Regions from separate parts of the Mus musculus genome. Here region 1 is linked to region 2. A link is a contact called in public Hi-C data. All regions are on one chromosome and are shown on one strand. The core of a region is the stretch at or near the end of the contact, and the rest is flanking DNA. Distances in the headings are between cores, read along the strand shown. Region 1 overlaps Gm32728 (a long non-coding RNA gene). Region 2 has its middle 120 kb from the start of Gm32728.

Region 1 (3,690 bases), core at 531-3,030, 110 kb after region 2:
AGCCACAGATTACCTCAGAGTTATCTCAGATGTCCTCTGGGAGTCAGGAGATGCGGGAGGAGCTAGGACTCAGCTCCAGAGGCTGCGGTACCCCACAGAAAAAGAAGACAAGGGAAAAAGAAGGCAAGCTGGAAGAGGGCCAGCAAGAGATGTTTTCTGCCCCGATCCTCTACCTCCATGTCTCACAGGGCTCTGCCACGCTGATGGTGATCGCAGGCCTTTCTACCTTACCCTACCCAAGATTTCTGTGAACTCTCACCTCTAGCCTATGGAACAAAGAAAATGGCAACCAATACGAAGGTAAGAGTCACCAGTGGGCTGGGTTTGAACTCACTGCACATCCTAGAGAAGTCAATTCATCTGCCGGAGCCTGGCTTTCCTTTTCTTCAGCCTAGAATCCCCAGTGCCTGCCTGAAACTGGAAGATCAGATGAAATGAGATATGGGGGGGTTTACGTACTCATTGCTCAGTAAGTCACAAATGTTAGTGACTGTATTAGCTAGCTTTGTGTGTCAGCTTGACACAAGCTGGAGTTATCACAGAGAAGAAGCCTCCCTTGAGGAAATGAAAAACAGCTGTAAGGCATTTTTTTTCAATTAGTGATCAAGTGGGTAGGGCTCAGTCCATTATGGGTGGTGCCATCCCTTGGCTGGGCCCATCCCTTGGCTGGTAGTCCCGGGTTCTATAAGAAAGCAGGCTGAGCAAGCCAGGGGAAGCAAGCCAGTAAGCAGCACCCCTCCATGGCCTCTGCATCAGCTCCTGCTTCCAAGTTCCTGCCCAGTGTGAGCTCCTGTCCCGACTTCCTTTGGGGATGAACAGCAATGCGGAAGTGTAAGCTGAATAAACCCTTTCCTCCCCAGCTTGCTTCTTGGTCATGAGGTTTTGTGGAGGAATAGAAACCGTGACTAAGACAGTGGTGCTCCTGTTCCATTACAGTTTCCAAATGGGGACCTGAGAGTTCATTGTGGCCAAATAAACGAGTTAGGAAACTGAATCCAGGCAACCAGGACAGGATTTCTCTCTTCCAGCCCTGCCTGATGCCTCCCACCACAAAGCCTCCTTGCTTCGCCTTGATGAGGTTTCATCCCACATAAGACACAATCCCAGTTATCCCAGAGAGGGGATAGCAACTCATGGGGTAGCGCTTGCAGTCCGACATCTTTTGTGAGTTGAAAATAAATCCCTGCTCCTCTCTAGGCTGGGTTTTCTCTAGTGCTAACACCCTCTGTACCAAAGAACAAGTTGTTTCTCCCAGCAGAACCCCACGTCTGTCCTACTGACCCTCAGTAGATTTATTTGGTATGAACTTTTGAATGTGGCCCTGCTGCTTAAAACGAGAGAAAGAGAGCACACTGCCAACAGTGTTCAAGTCACGACGGCGGGGGAAAAAAGAAATCAGAGGAGAGGGTGGGGCATGAGGAGAGATCAGGGTGTATTTTTAGGACTCTGTACAGGCCAGAAGTTCCTTTGATGAGTTTAAAAGTAAAAACATGTGTGCTGTGGTTCTGCTTGATTTAGACATGGTGTGGCTAGAGTGCAGTCAGCTTCCTCCCTTGGACTTTCTGATTCGCTGGGGAAAGCCAAAAAGTCTTCCGAAGAAAGAGATGTGCTGAGTGCATCCCACATCCTCCCACCCACATGCCTCTCTTTCTTTCTTTCTCCTCTGCCTTCCTGATCCACGTGGAGTAAGTACCAGAGCAAGTGAGGACCCTGTGTGGTCTGCACAGCACAAAGCTCCAGCCACAGCCTGGGCCCCACCCCAGCAGCTTCAGACAATTGCCTCCAGATGTGTGTGCACTGAGCTGGCCAGGAAGGATGCTGGCAGCCAGGGCTAGAAAGCCTAGCAACTGGTGCCATCCAGGCTCCCAGGCCACACCCACCTACCTCCGCAGACATTCCTTCACAACCTCATCATCTGAGGCCCCAGACAGATTGCAATATTGGGTCTAGGCCCAGCTGCTCAGGCTGTGTGTTCTCACCCAGCTCACTGCTGCTATAGTCACATGGGTTGGAATTGTTCCCTGTGGGAGACTTCACCCAGCTCAGGATCCCAGCTTCTCTGGATCGTAGGACAGTGCAAGGACACATGTCCATAGCCTTCTAGGAGTGGACTGTGGGTTTGAACAGTCAGATGTGCTGGGTCACATTGTGGCAATCTGTTCCCTGCAAACTGCTCTCTCTACGTAGGACCAGACTTTAGCCTCATAGATTCCTATATATCTTCTTCTCCACTGTATTAATCTGTTTCTGTTGCTATGAGTAAAATCCCCTAGGCAAGTTATTTTTAGTGAGAAAGGTGGTCTATTGAGCTCAGAGTTCTGGATGTTCAAGGATATCGCTCAGCTCAGATAAGAACCTCTTGGCAGATGGTGTCACCATAGCAACGGGATGGGATAGGATGGAGACCACAGTTTAAAGGTTCCACTGCTCCTTTTATCACCATCCCAAGCACCAAGATATGAGCTCTCTGGGTAAAAACTATACCCAGACACAACAGGATTTATTCCATAGATGTTACCAGCCCAATTCTACCCAGGCTGCAGAGCTAAGAACTATTAAATAGTATCCATGGTTGGGGACAGGCCCAAATGTTTCGAAGGTTCTTGACCTACTCTTATTCGAAGATTTGAAATAAAAGCCCCCACAAATTTTCAAAAGTATCAAGGAAAGTTTACTTCAGGCAAACCAATAGAAAAGATGAGGGAACACTAGGCCACTTCTTTAGGGTACTCAAGGGACCCAGGTTTCAGCCTAGGGTATCTTTTTATGGGATGTAAAGGAAAGAGAGATTGCTACAATGGGGTGTGGTTTGGGCGGGTCTCCATTTTGATTGAGAAATTAGATCATATAATCCCACTGCCCATGTCCCTTCCCAGAATGCATCTCATTTAATCACATGTGTGCCCAAGTATGCATAGATGCTAGGCAGTAAGTTAGGAGCTCCCCATAAAGGTTAGCTTTGAGAACACGGTTTGCCTTATGCGCATGCACTGAAATCTAGTTCTGGCCTGATCAGCCTGCTGCTCTTCTGACCCAGATTTGTTGGCAATATATTTGAATAAAAACTGCCAAAATCTGGTTATCTTACGGACACAGAGAAATTTACACTTAATGTTTGGAGAGGAGTATCCGTGAAGTCAGTGTAGGTAGGGGTCTCAGACTGCTACGTGGTTTGCTCACAGAGGGGTGTGTGTGCAAAGTACACGCAGATGAAGAAGGTGCATTGTTAGAAGAGAAGTGTGCACAACCCAAACCAGATACAGTTCTTGGCTACCAAACAACCTGCTGGGCGCGCCTGCCTCATACAGGGGCAACAGAGTCAAAAGGCACGCCAGGCTGAACGAAGGCAAAGACTGGCCACCTCCCTCTGGAGCTAATGACACAGTTTCACCAGGCAAATGACGGCTGGTCCACCACATCTGGAATAACAGGGGAAGTTCTGGGCACTCAGGCTGTTCGCACCACACAGGGATGGGGCACACTAAGAGGGCTTGTGGTTTCATCACCCAGGGGCAGCCACAGGCACATGCGGCATGCATAGGCATGCTGGCACAGAAGCTGCGAATGGACACAGACTGGCTGTGTCTGCAGTATCTTGGATTTCTGCTCCTGTATCTAAGGGCCGTGTATACATACTCTGGATACATCCGGAGTCTGACAAGTCAGGGAGATCAGAACATAAGGAAAGGG
Region 2 (3,888 bases), core at 236-2,735:
CCTGCCAGTCACTGACAGAGAGTGGCTCCAAGGGGTCTCCCACCCTTGCTCAGCTGTCCTAACACACAGGCAGGTTCATATTCTGCAAAGGGCAGAGCAAGACCTCAGACAAAAGCACGGGGTCCTGAGAGAATTGAAGCCGTTTGAAAGATGGGAATTGTAAGTCAATCCCTTGCCTACCTTGAAGAGAGGCTGAGGATTGGAGCAGACAAACCAATAGTTCGGAGAATAAGTAGTCATTTGCCCCAGGATGGAGAGAAGCAAAAGAGAGCAAGTTCAAGACTGCAGACAGCTTTGCAGAAGGCAGTAAAGGGTTTGGATGCTATTCTCGAGTAGTTGGGAGCCCTGGGGAAAACCCAAGGGCAGGACAGAAGCACAGTAAGGTTTGTGGCTTATACAGACCAAGCAAAAGAGGATACAACCAGGAAGACTGGAGTCAGAGAGGGAGGATTGGGAGGCTATATCCAAAGACAAGGAAACGCTGCCAACACACTCCACTACACACCTGAATAAATGCCCCTTGTCTTCATGTTCCTCCAGCCTGGCTGAAGGCCTCTAACTTGGCCCCTACTCTTACGTCATGAAGCCCATCTCAGCAGCCTGGGATAATCTGTGTCCATCAAAGAAGAGTCTTCCTCCTGTGCCCTGCCTCACTTTCCCAGCCCAGAATCCAGCAGCACAGCTCTTCACTGGCCCCCATCCCTCCCCGGCCTCAAGCCTGGTCCTGTACACCCACTCCCAAGGAGCTGGGGGCTCCATGAGTCTTTCTAGTCATGATAGTCATGTGGTTCTTCCTCACTCTTGTTCTGCCCCTGGGCTCACACTAACCCCTGGCCCACAGCTCCAGGCCATCTGTACTGCAGGCCAGTGTCCAAACACTTCAGCTCTGTTCTTTCTCAGGACCAAGATCCAAAGCAGTGGGGGCAGCCCCATTACAAAAGGACAGGACGCACAGAGTGGAGTGGTGTGCACTGTTCCAAGAGCCGAGAGTGTCAACATGGTTTTCACTCAATCTGGGGTTTCTCACAAAACTCTAATGCTAAAGAGCCCACACTACAAACAGCAGCTAGCTTTCCTTTAGGGGACCAGCAAATTGGTGTAGGCCTCTCCCAGGAGCCAGGTGCTGTTTTCCCTTAGGAAACAAAGAAAGCAATTGGCCTGGCCAAGAGACCAGCCCTCAGAAGGACAACCCTGCCTCCTGCCCCCCAAACCCAGCCTGGACAGTCAGCCCATGGCCTCTGGATCTGTCCATAGCCCCTCCCCTCATCTCTGCACCTTAGACAGAGAGACCCAACCCATATCCTTCCCGCACATCCCAGAGCCCACTCCCACCCCTTGCTGGAGAAGCTGCCTGGCCCTGCCTTTTCTTCTTCGTCATCATAAAACTCCTGCCTTTATTTTTATTCTTTAATAAGGTTACTGCAGGACCGAGGGAGGTAGAATCTAGCCCAAGGCTGCATCTGCCCTTCATTTAAAACTACCCGGACTCCCACAAGGCTGGAAAGCAAGTCTCTGCGCTCCTCGTTTATAGTCTTCCTTAGATCCAAATCCAGAGCTATTTTTTCCAACAGATAATGGCAGCCTGGAGCCCATTTGCCTCCAGAAAGGGTCCCTCTTGCATAAAAAGCAAAACTCACCTGCAGCCTGCTAGACACCCCCACTCCTCCCACCCTACCCCAGGATCTCCTGACTGCACACCCGAAACTGACCCAGACCTTTGAAGAAACCTTTTTTCTCTTCCTGGAAGCATCTGGAATCCTGCCCCTGCTCCAAATTCCTTCTTCATCCACAGTTCCAAATCATCAGATTGACATGCAGTTTTGGATTCCAGAACGTGTCTTTTTTTTTGTTTCCCACTAAAAGCATGTGGTGGGGAGAGTTTATTGGTATTGTTGGTTACACTGGGTTGTTTGACTAAGAACATTTGAACAGAGGCAGGCAGTGTAGGTGTGTTGGGGAGCCCTGTCATTACAGAGAAACGGAAAAACAAAGGGAGAACCTCCCTGCTCAGCCCCTTATAAGGAGAACCTCTCCTAAGCCAACAGACTTCTGTTGTCCTTAATTCATCAGGCTGGGCCCAGACCCCCAAGGCCAGGCCTGTCTGCCTGAGAGGCAGAGCTAAAAACAGCTTCAGCCTCAGAGAGGGGCCAGCTCCCGTGTCTAATTGTTCTGCTCTCTTCAAGTCCTCCCTGTGTGTGCTCCCTCTGCAGGCAGCTTGGAGAGTGAAGACTCACTTTGATTTGGAGCTGGGGAGGAAAAGAAGGCTCTTTTGCAGGTGTGTAGTCAGAATCGCCCAGGCAACAGAGGGGAAGAAAATGCCTCTCGGCAGGCTGCTAGCACAGGTGTGCCTCCATTTTCCTGGGCACACACAGAGCTCGAGAGGAGTTGGGGTGTGCGGGGGAGGGACACAGACTTGTGAAGAAGTTTTGTGGCAAAGCAGAATGGGGTGCTTTTAATCCATCCCAGGACCAGGGAGCCTCGTAGCTGTGATCTCTTATCGGAAAAAAAAAAAAAAAAACTACAAATGGTGGATGGCTTAGCTTGACCCTTGTGTATATATTATTACCTGAGCCAGGATGGGAGCGAGGGAGGGAGAAAGGAAGTCGTGCCCATTTGGCTGAATGTTGCAAAGACATTCATTCATTTCTGCATTCCTTCAGCCTGCATTTATTATTGATAATAATAGCTACCATTTAGTGGCTGTTGCAGTAGAGCAGGTGCTTGCTAAGCACTTTAACTTACGGTACACAGCTCAGGTCTCACGGCTTCCCTGTGAGACAGACCTTATCATCTGCATTTTATTGATTTAAAAAAAAAAGAAATACAAAACTTTCTCATCAAGAGACAGACAGTTGCCCACAAAGCCCATCGCTTGTTAAGTGCAAGGATTCAGAGCCAGACCTAACCTCTTCCAAAGTTCTTACCTGCCAGGGCTTCCTCATCCCCTGTACAGGTCTCCATGCCTGGCCTTGGGCTGAGTGTTAGAATAAACCTTTGGTGCACAAGGTGTTTTTGAAACGACATCTTAAAGGTCCACCTAGAGGTTTTGCCATGAGAGGCAACAAAAAATGCTGGGTTCCACTCTGACTCTGTGTAGCAAGATGCCTGCTAGGCAGGATAAGCTTTCCCACCGAGACATGGAATACACTATTAGCAAAGATGACCCAGTTCTCCGGTCTACTGATAGCTGTATTACCTCCATCTCTTTGGTGTTTGCAGGGGGAGGCTTTCTTCCCCACTCCTGGATTCAACCCACTCTTGTGACTTGGTTTAGACATCAGAATGCAGTTGAAGATTTGAGCCTATTACTCATCTGTTTGCTTAAGTTCAGAAGCCACAGGGAATTGTACTCAGAAGTAGACTCAGTCCCCCATGCCCTTGGACCCACACGAGTACAAGCCCCTAAGCCAAAAAAACATTTCTGGACCCTGGCATCTTTGCCACCTTTTTCTCTGCTGGCTATCACTTTAAAGAAAGAAGATCGCGCAGACTGGGAGAAAGGATTGGTCAGTGGAAGCTGGAACCTGAATGCACAGATGCAGACCTGTATCCTGGCGCTTGGGAAGCTGAGCTACACAGCAAGATGCTGTCTCCAAAAGAAATAAAATAAAATAAAATAAAATAAAATAAAATAAAATAAAATAAAATAAAAGCCAGTGGATCCGGTGTGGAGGCAAGACAATGATGCCACGAGTTGGGTGCCCAGGTGCCTGTAAAGCTCAGTTGCTTCCAGCTGTACACATCTGGTCAGTCAGCTCGCTATTGAATCCATCCTGTGTTTGTTGGTGTCCTCTTGAGAAGCACGCCCCTGGGAGATGATACACACCCTCTTCCTCATCCATATTTTTTATCTTCCATAATTTCAGTTACCACTTCCAACTGCAACAA

What was found. Hi-C and Micro-C count contacts between places; a contact is called where the count stands out from the background.
Region 1: a contact with region 2 is called in a Hi-C map of uterus, with 5 times the contacts expected there. The contact joins two enhancer-like sites. A contact is called at or near these places in 11 of 484 Hi-C or Micro-C datasets (MC3T3-E1-derived osteoblasts, embryonic stem cells, liver and 4 more) and 1 of 115 datasets of contacts at active chromatin or transcription factors (the NIH/3T3 cell line).

Annotation. Positions count from the first base shown.
Region 1 is chr8:104,021,446-104,025,135 of GRCm38.p6, forward strand. All of the region lies in intron 1 of Gm32728 (a long non-coding RNA gene), which reads right to left. Among named protein-coding and RNA genes, the nearest start is that of Gm32728, 13 kb to the right of the region's middle. Within about 2 kb of position 1,781, at least 93 of the 459 cell types and tissues checked have an H3K27ac peak or open chromatin away from gene starts, as enhancers often do. A contact at or near this core is called in tail fibroblasts and uterus, where this site is marked.
Region 2 is chr8:103,912,291-103,916,178 of GRCm38.p6, forward strand. No RefSeq gene overlaps it. Among named protein-coding and RNA genes, the nearest start is that of Gm32728, 120 kb to the right of the region's middle. Within about 2 kb of position 1,486, at least 39 of the 459 cell types and tissues checked have an H3K27ac peak or open chromatin away from gene starts, as enhancers often do. A contact at or near this core is called in tail fibroblasts and uterus, where this site is marked.